2 separate regions of the Columba livia genome follow, and region 1 is linked to region 2. A link is a contact called in public Hi-C data. All regions are on one chromosome and are shown on one strand. The core of a region is the stretch at or near the end of the contact, and the rest is flanking DNA. Distances in the headings are between cores, read along the strand shown.

Region 1 (5,183 bases), core at 1,628-4,127, 33 kb before region 2:
CAGGTCGAGAAGAAGGACCCCACCACAATGACCCACGGCGAGGGCCACGACAGGGTGCCCACCACCAGGTTCTTGTTCACCGCGTCGCCGTACCTGCAGAGAGGGACACCCAGACATTCGTGTTCAGAGCAGTGTTTTACACTCACGTTTGTTCTTTTGGGTCCGTTTTAAGTCATCATTTAAATATTATTAAATAATACATATTTTCTTTATTAGGAAAGATAAAAAGTAGTAAGCAACCCAAGTTACTTTTGATACGCAGACAGGAAGTGTCTGCAGCCTGATTTCAACAATTCAAAAACTTTCTTCTGCTTATGTACCGTAAGATTTATATTATTATCACAACATTATTTTCCATTTTCACCTAGAAAGATGCAGTTCTTAACAAGAGCTTAAGTTTAATGTTGAAAAGTCCCAACACAATCCAGCACCAGACCTCCCTACAAAAGACTGGAGGGTTTGGTTGGCTGGTTGGTTGGTTTGGTCGTGGGTTTTTTTCTCAGACAATTAAGACTCACAAGCACTTCATTGCTTATGCCCTGGCAAGAGTCCATCAACGTGAGGGAAGCTGTCAGAGAAAGCACCTGTAGACTCTAGTACTGGGAACACTGTTATTTGGTTTACAGACAGAAATGTCTGACAACTAACAATCCCAGGGCAGAGATAACCACACACTCAACTTTATCCAATTACGGATATCTGGTTGCATTTCTTAGTTTGGCTTCTATGGAAGAAAATAATCACAAGTGCTATGAGGAAATACTTCAGCCTATGAATACTGGCTACGAATACAGCGTATGCAGATAGAGATGCGTGTTATCTGCCTGTCTGGCACGTGTCAGGGGAGCACATTATACTAGTTGTTGGCTTGGTGGACCGTGGCCAGCAAGCACAAGGAAGAGCAGCTTTGCAAGCGCTGCTAACGCACGGCATGCTGAAATCGTTCGGCTGCTTGGCCGGCTCTGCTGGCGTCACCGTGCTGGTTCACCGAGCAGCAGCAGCGCCTCGGGCGGCGGGGAAGCCACAGAACAGCTCGCAAAGAGTAATTCTGCCAAACTCGGTAATTAACAAAAACAGGACAACGAATGAGGAAAAAAAAAATCCAGGTTCATCTGGAGAAGAACAAAAGAAAAACAACAGCTCGTTGTTGTTTTGTATCTTGGTTCTCTAGGGAAGAGAGAAATCAGAAATCTGTGATGCACTGTTAGGGTCCTGGTCCCTGAATGAGTGCCCCTGGAAACTGAAAAGGGCACGTTGACACACGGCAAAACAGTTTTGGGCAGGGTGGAGGAAGGAACTAAGACATAGGATGGAAAATCTGTATCGAATTGAATACAAGAAGAATCTCAAAAAGTTGAGAGTTTACATTCAAACATGGTTTAAAAGGTGCCCAGAAGTAAAATTAAAAGAAATAACAATAAGTGGGGGAGGGGGCCAGCATGAGATGGGAAAGAACACAACTTCCCTGCAAAAGAGAGCACTGAAACGGTAACACTTACTTGTCTCTCAGGACTACACCTTCTATGCAGGCTCCAAATAATAATACACAGCTGAAGTCTGGAGTACAGAGTGTGCTAAGGAAGTAACGTTTATTTAGACATGGCAGATGAACACAATCGTGTTGTGTTGTGGAAAGTCCAACAAGAGTCTCTTCTACAGCATCTGCACTGCAGCATCTCCACAGGCACAGGGCAAGGCTGGCGGGTAAATCACGGTCTCACTGCTCATGTATACCTTCTAATACTAAATGATAAAGTTACTATTCTAAGTTTCAATTTTTTAAAAGGTTTAAAATATTATGATAAAGGAGATATCTCCAGATACAAGAAGAGAGAAAAGAAAGATCTTTCAATATCAGTTTCTGTTCTATACTAGCAAATTAAATTGATGTTTACATATAAAATTACTTAAATATTCGGTTTCTTATTAAACTGTACTGCTACTGCATTGGGGAGTACAAAATACTTCAGGTTTTTTTGATCCAGCCTTACAGTAAAGTTTTTGATCTTGTGCTTTATATGAATGGTTAAATCCTGAACTCTACCCCCGAAATGCAGTTGTAAAATACAAAGAGTAACAAACATTGATCACTCCTAAAAATCGGGGTGGAAGCCTTCCACTGGGCGGCGTGTTAATGTCCACACACAGAGTTACCCACCACAAAGTGAGCTTTGATCTGCAAGTGTTTTAACACCAGCGCTGGGGGTATGTCTGTGACCTGGTCTAAGATTTGTTGAGTCCCTAGGAAATGCAGACTCCTTGGAACAGGGACGGTTCCCAAAGAAACATCTGCAGAAGGCTGCGCTCCGAGGGGCCGGGACCCTGACTTACAGCTCGGCGAGCTGTGGCAAAAGCCAGCTTCCCAGCAGCAGGATTCCCAGCAGAGTCGCCGCCTTGGCCAGCTGCCCTTGCAGCGGGACTTTTCCAGAAAGCTCTCACAAATCATTTTGGAAGTCCTTGCTCATGTTAACTGCTTTTTGCCTTTTTTTTTTAACCTGCTATGTTGACAAATTGTAGTTTAAGACATAAACATCTAGAGGAAGCTGAAGGAGCTTGGCTTTATCTTTTCTCTATCAGGAGAGATTAAGACGGTCTTTCCTAAGCAAAGCTCCTGTGGTCCTAAGCCCTGAAGAGTTCAACCATGTACAAAACTTGACAACTTCAACTGGGAAAAGGGTTGTTCCTCTGAACACACGCTCAGCACCCACAACTCTGGTATGAGGAACATCCTCATATTCTGAAAGTTAAGTGCTCCGGGCCCAGTGGAAACAGGCAGGGAACCGCGAGTCTCTCGCAGCCACGAGGAGCTCAGGACGCAGCCCGGCGCTCGTGACGCCCCCACGCGTGCCGGCCGGGACGCGCCGGACAATCGCGGAGCAGCACTCAGTCAGACGGCTGTGCTAAAAATCAAAGCGGTAAACTGATGTAAGAGCACCTCGTCTCACTGACTTCAAAATGACCACACAAATTCATCGGTACCAGCGAGCAGCTGCCTTTATGCCTTTACATACGAACCTTCCCTGCCCCACCCCCCCAGAAAAACCAAAACCAAAACACTTGAGGAACATCTAATCTAATTTCTAACTCCAGTTTATCTTGCCCTAAAGTGTTCAAGAAAGCATATACTCCTTAATGTCACACAAAGGCTTGTTTTCTAAGGAACTGAAATTTATGATCTCTCCCATTTAAAGCCTTCTCTCATCTTAATAATCCACTGCACACTAAGAAAAAAAAAAAATATATGTACCTGTATTCCATCAGTCTGAAAAGCTATAGATGACTATGCAGCAAAGAAAAACAACAGAAATGCAAAAGAAAACAAAAAAGCCAACACAGAAAGGGAGATGGAAAACAACAGGATAATAATTCTGATGCTTTCAGCGCAAGGACTCCGCTTTTTTTGACTGACCAGTCACACTCACATTGGTATTTCAGTCACCCGAAGGCAGTTCCACAAACCAGGTAACGTGGTCATTCATCTGAGTCACAACGTGCCAGGACTCTACTCATTTTAAAAGGATACAGACTAGCGATGTGGTAACAATGGCAAGAATTGTCCCAACGGGAATGGATTTCTGTGCATCTTTGAGGTCCCCTGATCTGTTCGAACCAGCCATGATACCTGAAAATACATTTGGACATAAGATCAAGGGAGAGAAGAAACCTCAGAGGCCCAGGATGCCCTCTTGTCCCTTTTGTCCCAGAGTTCTCACCAGTCACTGAAGGAAAGAAGATGCCAACCAGTACCATGAATGAAGTAGCTATATCTGAAAGCACATACAGATGAAGGTTGTTCTTCTGGCCTGCTACATCCACAGATGGGTGATGTGCTTTCTCCAGTATCTCTCCTTTTTCCAAATAATTGCTCCATAAGTTGTCTTCAATGTTATTATCATACCACAGAAAAGAAAAGCATGTTTCAGTTCAATCCTGTTGTCATTATAATGCGTCTACAACTGAAGACTACAACTGCAATTCATGCAATTCAGTGATCAACACAAATTAAGGCATATACAAGTTACATGAAAGAAAATTAGTATTGCATGCCTTCAAGGGAACCTGTAACAAAACCAACAAATACGTATGAGCAGTCTACAGAAGTCTAGGTCCATTTTATCCTTTTGTATTACTAAATGTAACATGAACTTCACACCTATTTTAACCTCAAGAAATACATTTAATATCTTTAATGAATGACCATGCCCACGCACGATAGCTCAGAGAAACCAAAGCAACAATATTGACCAGCTTTCTAAATATAAACGGATTTGTTACTCAGACAGTGTAAGAATTACAAAATTAAATGGGTGACATTTAACTTTCGCTAACAAGCACTGAGTCCATTCTGGAAACCAGACTACTGGCTTCTGTGAAAACGGGAACCTGGGGCACTCAGCACCTGTTCTCTGGAGTCTGGTTCAACAGCAAACACTTCTCAATTATATTATAATCAGGAGCAGGCAAAGGAGGAGGTATGCGATTTTTATACAAGGACTCTTATATTTCAGGACACAATCTTAACCTGTCTGAAATGGAGAGTCCTAGCTCCAGAGAGTTCTGAAAAACTTTAAACAACTTGCTCATGCTAGCAGACTTTCTGCTGAAATTATCAGACGAACAAGGCAAATTTAATCACTTTTAGAGCAGACCAGCACTGTATCAGCAGAAAAGTGCCATGTACTCTTTCTCAAGATTATAAGGCTTGGTTTTCTTCACTGTAATTACATTTCTTCAGTCCCTCTTCCTTAAGCAGCAGGGAACAGCTCAACCCCTTTTTGCTCAGCATGCCTCAATAACCTGCCGTACCTTTTAAAATCCCGCTGGCAGCCCCTGGAATTCCTGCTATCTCAGAGACATTGTTCATTAGGAAATAGTCATCACAGTTCTCCGTGGTTAAGTTTTTAGTGTGGCAGAAGAGCTCCCAAAGCTTAGAGGCCACAGTAACGTTATCCTTGACTATGGTTTTGGCACAAACATCAAACTGATCTCTTGACAAAGTCCTGTTGCCCAGCATGCAAATCCTGGAAGGGAAACATGAAAACCAGTGTTATTACCTGGTACCGGGAAGAGGAAATCCACCCTTCCCCATCACTCTTCTTTCATATCATGGGAACTTGAAGTGGCTCTGGTCTGCTACGTTATTTCTCAGCTTGAAAAAGCTGGTGGTAACAGGACAAAGACCC
Region 2 (5,115 bases), core at 861-3,360:
AAATAACCTGAGAATAAAACAGACCTTTTTTAAAAAATGGCCCTTCTCCGCCCTTCCGGCTAGAGCCTCACATTGCCTGTGATAACAGACAAGCTGGGAAAAGCACCTACCTTTCACACAAGAACCGGGAAGAACTGACATAGTGAACGTGAAACCTATATAAGCTAAGTGGTATATAAAAATCTAAAATTCCTTTGAAAACTATGCAAATAAAGACAAAAAAATAAATGGTACATATTTGAGATGGAAGCACCAGTTCACACAGAATTGAACCAGGTGACAAGGCAGAAACTGGACCTTGATCTCATGACAGTTGAGTATCACTCATCAAACCAACCCTTTTCTCTTCCTTAAGCCCAGGCCTGAGCAGCGCTGCCTCCCTTCCGGGATTACTGCGCATCCAATAAAATGTGCGTGTTGAAAAGTTTGACTGCACAGGCAAGGAAGAACAGGTCGGGTGTTCACTGCTTTTTCTTTTGTTGCCTACAGTCACACATGATTCACAGAGGGCAAGTCAGATCCACGGCTGAGCCCACGGAAGATCCTCTTCCTAAAGGTTAAGGAACTACACATAACCAAGGCAGAAAAAATAAACAGATCCCAAAAAGAGCTAAACCACCCTTTTACCAGAACTACTCCACTCTTCAAATCTAAGTGTGCTTAATTTTCTCACTAGAAACTCACTGCATTTAAATTGATTTATACCTAAAAGTCACAGCAAAACACCAAGACAGGCCAAGCACTACCATTAGCTGCATGATTAAAGAATGTACTTCTTGCCACCCAAAACCCCCTCCTACTTACGTGATCCTCTTCAGTAACTGGAATAAATTAACCGCTAACAAAAAGCAGCTCTGCCTAGCAGGAGAAGTTGTGAAAGCCACACAGACACAATACACATGCTGTAGTATTCAAGGGCCCGGTTTGAGAGAGAGACATGGCTGGGCAGGCGCATTTTTTAAGATGACATAAGCAAGAAGAGCAGTCACCTGAGGTTCGGCTAATTTAACTGAATTTATCACCCGTCTATTTTGGCAGCGAGGCACTGAAAATATGCGAGCGTATCTCCACCCACGTACTCTTATCACCTCTGGAGACGGCGGTTTGTGGGAGCAACGATAACACCCGTCGCCCCGCGCCAGCCCCGCTCCACTCCGGATTATAGACAAGCGGCTGCGGAGCGGAGCGAACCCCCGGGGCGGATCCCCCAGTGTCCGCCCCGCCGCTCCGGGCGAGAGGACACCCGGGCCACCCGCATCCCGAGGGCACCCGCCGCAGCTCCGCGGGCTGCGCGGCCACCAGCCGGCTCCAGCCGCCAAGACCGCCAGCCGGGGCGAGGCTCATGCCCAGGCCCGGCTCCCCGCGGGCCTCGCCACGGCAGCGCGCCCGGCCCTGGCACCAGCGGAGCCGCCGCCGGCCCGGCAGACCCCGCGGGGGCTCCTCCTCCGGGCGCGGCGCCCCCCGCCGCCCCCGAGAGCCGCTACGGCACCGGCGCCTTTGTCTGCCGCGGCCGGCGGTAGCGGACGGGAGCGGGGCAGCCGGGCTCGCGCCGGGACGCCCCAGAGCGGCCGTGCCCGCCGCCCCCCGCCCCCGCTCACCGTCGGAGCTGACGGTGTCGTAGGCGTCAGCAGCGGCGGGCGCCGCGGCCGGCTCCCGGTAGTCCACCCAGCTGAGTCCTTCAACGCTGTCGTACTCGGCGCGGTGCTTGTCCTCCACCGGCACCACGGTGAAGTGCGGCATGGCTGGCGGGGCGGCGAGGGCTCCCCGCGGCACCGCAGCGAGGCAGGCGGGACGCGGCGCGGAGCCGGCGGCGCATTCCTGCCCCGTGCGGTCACTTCCTTTCAGGAAACCGCGCTCCTCAACTCCACCCATTCCCCTACGAGCGCCGCGGCGGCGAGGCGGCCGCCGCCCCCGGAGCCGGCGTGTAGACGGGCCGCGGCCGCCCCGCAGCGATACCGGGCGCGGGGGTCGCTCCGCCGGGCGGGCGCGCTCAGCAGTGGGGGCGCGGAGGAGGGGCCGGAGGCGGCGTGGCGGCGCGGGGAAGCCTTCCTCCCGCAGTCATCGTGACAGGAGCCGGCCCGGCGGGAGCCGCGGCGCGCTGGGAGCGGAGCGGGGCGGGGCGGGCCCCTCCGCCCGCGGCCCTCCCTTGCTGGCGCTGCCGGGCCGCCTCGGGGCGGAAATTTCCCTCCGCCGTGCCCCGGGCCGCCTCCGGCCCCCTCCCCCCCGCCGCCATTTGCTGGGCAGCAGCGATGCGGGGAAGGCGGTGTCGCGCCGCGCCCGGGCCCGGGGGGGCGATTCCCGGTGCTGGGGCCGGCGGCCCCGAGGGGGCGAAGCGGCGGTCCCGCCGGTGGCTGCGGCGGGGGTCCTGTGCGCTGCCTGCCCGGGGCGGGTGGTCGCGGAACCCCCGGCGGGCGATGTGGGGAAAACAGCAGCAGGAGGGGGCTGGCGGGGCGAGCGGGAGCGCTGCTGGGCTTGGACGGAGCAGAGCGCGCCCGTTAGAAATTCTCGCGGCTCCCAGCAGACCGTCAAACCCGGCTTGGGGCTGATCAGCAACCAAGTGGTTAAAGGCGTGTGTCACCCCGGAGCGGGTTTATTTTTGTGCGAGTGATCGTTAGGTTCAGATGCGGCAGCTGGCCCCGCTTCCGGTGTTTGTGGTGGTTTCTCTTGTGCTCGCTCTCTGCTCCAGCTGCATGAAACCCTCAGAAATGATGCGGCAAACGGAGCGAGCCCCGGGGAAACGAACCGCGGCTGCACAAAAGGCGTGGGGGGAGCGCAGGGTAAAACGTTACACCGGGGGAATTTGAATGCTGGCTGGAGCCGCGGGCATTTCCAGCGGTGTGCAAAGCAGACAGCTGCCGAGGCAGCAGACTGCCAGGGCAGATGGAGCGCTGCTCAGGCCGCGCAGCCAGGGCGGCGCCGTCGGCTGTCCCAGCCGTGGAGGCGGCGGGGAGCGGCGCCCTCTGGCCACAGCCCGGAGGACGCCTCGGTGGTGGCGGGGCCATGAAGCGTGGGCATCCTTCACGGCAGGTCCATGAGGCGCAGGGCAGGGCCCAGGAAGCCCGGGGCACGCCTGCATCTCAGCCTCTTGTGCCCGAGCGAACACAGTTCAGTTTTGCCTTCACATTTGAAAAAGGCGGCGCCAGTGATGGGTATCTTGGCCTTCATTTCACGTACAGTAGCCTTCACATGGAATTTGAACATGAATTAGTAGATGAAAATGCTATTTAATGTCTGTGTTTGAAGACTAGCCTTGAAAGTAAAAGGATGCCTTTTTAATGTGTTGTGTAATCATCAGAAAAAAAATGCTGGAGAAGGGTTTGTGCATTTTACTATGGAAAATAAACTGAAACTAGGTCTGTAGATTTTTTACTAAAATACTCCTTAATCAAGAAATCTCTGTACAGTGACAAGTCTGATGTCAGTACTGATGTCAGTACTGATGTAAGTTTTGCCTTTGGACTGCATGGGGGTGTATGCAAGGATATAAACCTTAGAGCAAAGGAAAAGAATAAGACTATTTAGACGTGTTCTGTGCTCCGGAGAACCTTGTCCCTGGCCTTCCAAATCTGCCCTGCCTTTTTGACAAAGCAGCCCCCCAGTCACTGGGAGAAAGAAAAATGTGTAATGAGCAGAAGAGAGACAAACAAGAGGGAGAATGCTTTGTTCACAAGAACTAAGTAATAAGTCTGCTTTTAATTAGTTGGGTTTTGAAATAAACAAGAAGGATCCATGCTGTGGTGTGATTGCTGCCAAGGGGGTACAGGTCTCTCAGTTCACTTAACACAAACGGGCTGGTCGACCACCTCTGGGGAAAGCAATTACACCTCCTAGTACTGATCAGACAGCTGGAAAGACTTCTAAGAGTCCTGTGCTTTCATATAACCTACATTTTACTTTTGTCTCTTTGTTACTGAAAACAATAATGATCTTCCTGTGGCCATGTGTATCTCAACAACGGCCTCGTCTGTTTTGTAGGAGATTAAAAAAACAACCAGATTTTCTTCTTTTCAAAATTCAAGGTATCCTGAAAACCTAGGGTGAGGTGTTGTGTTTATTTCTGGTAATCCCAAAAGGAGCACATTGGTAAATCCGATCCCACTGAGGTCTGTACTGTTTTACGAGAAATTTCTGTGGTCAAGCGAAGCCAATTTCGATAATTTAGAAAGCATTTCTGTTATGTTTGGAAGCATTAGTTCTGACAGACTGGGCACATCCTGGTGCACCATTTAGTCCACTGTCATACCTCCAGCAGTATTTTTTCCCCCAGGGGAAAGTGGCACAATTGACCAAAAAGTAGCATTCACTGTTTAACCTTCTTCAGTTGAATTACGTTTCATTAGTGTTTATGGTAAGTATGACCTAATAATGACCACCAAACACCCCAGGAAATTAAGTATTAATTGATAGGGGGCAAAGACTTTAATATAGAAAAAGGACAAGACCACCAAGACTCACCATTAAGCAAGTTAGTTCACACTGAGTCTTCTGTCTTCTTCTTTCCTGTTTTCCACTTTGCAAAGCTTTTGTGTGAAGGTGTCTGGTCTAAGTAAGCTGTCATAGAAAAAGGAGACGGGGATTATAAGAAAGAAGTCTCAAGAGTTAATGTTTCTGCAGTCGTGCTTATTCAGGAAGAATTAAATTGGGCACTTGCTGCTCATCCTGCTTTTGAAAGCAGGTCTGGCAAGGAGCTGTCTTTAGGCACCAAAATGCATGTAGGCTACCACAAAACGTTTTAGTATTATGAAATCAATAGCACTGAAATTGTATCCAATTAGGGGAAAAAAAAGAGTAAAATCAAGCTCATGCCCATATACCAGCAACTCTCCTCTCTGGAATGGAAACTATAATCAGATGTCTTAGGAGAGAACTTAGCCCTAGGAAACTATTCAAGCTTATTGAAGCAAGAATATTCCTTTTGTCTAAGGACAATGGTCCTTTACTGACTTGTGGACAGCCCATATTTAACGATAAGAAGTTATTGACCCATATCAACTCTGTTGTTTATCATCTGTTTTGTAAGAGAACTGAAATTTCAACGTGGGTGATTGACTGGTTGTTTTAGGAGGATGAACACTGATGTTCCTTCTGAATGGTACGAATGGCTATCATGAGCTT

The links. A called contact is a pair of places that touch in the nucleus more often than the background predicts.
Region 1: a contact with region 2 is called in a Hi-C map of liver, with 1.8 times the contacts expected there. The contact joins the enhancer-like site here to the promoter of SLC12A4 in region 2.

Annotation. Positions count from the first base shown.
Region 1 is chr13:21,106,340-21,111,522 of bColLiv1.pat.W.v2, reverse strand. SLC12A4 (solute carrier family 12 member 4) reads right to left here. Exons shown (of 26, transcript XR_010465833.1): 8 at 4,807-5,021; 9 at 3,714-3,878; 10 at 3,524-3,622; 11 at 1,500-1,557; 12 at 1-93. Among named protein-coding and RNA genes, the nearest start is that of SLC12A4, 33 kb to the right of the region's middle. Within about 2 kb of position 2,877, at least 1 of the 3 cell types and tissues checked has an H3K27ac peak away from gene starts, as active enhancers do.
Region 2 is chr13:21,072,768-21,077,882 of bColLiv1.pat.W.v2, reverse strand. It overlaps SLC12A4 (solute carrier family 12 member 4), which reads right to left and starts at 2,110. Exons shown (of 26, transcript XR_010465833.1): 1 at 1,599-2,110.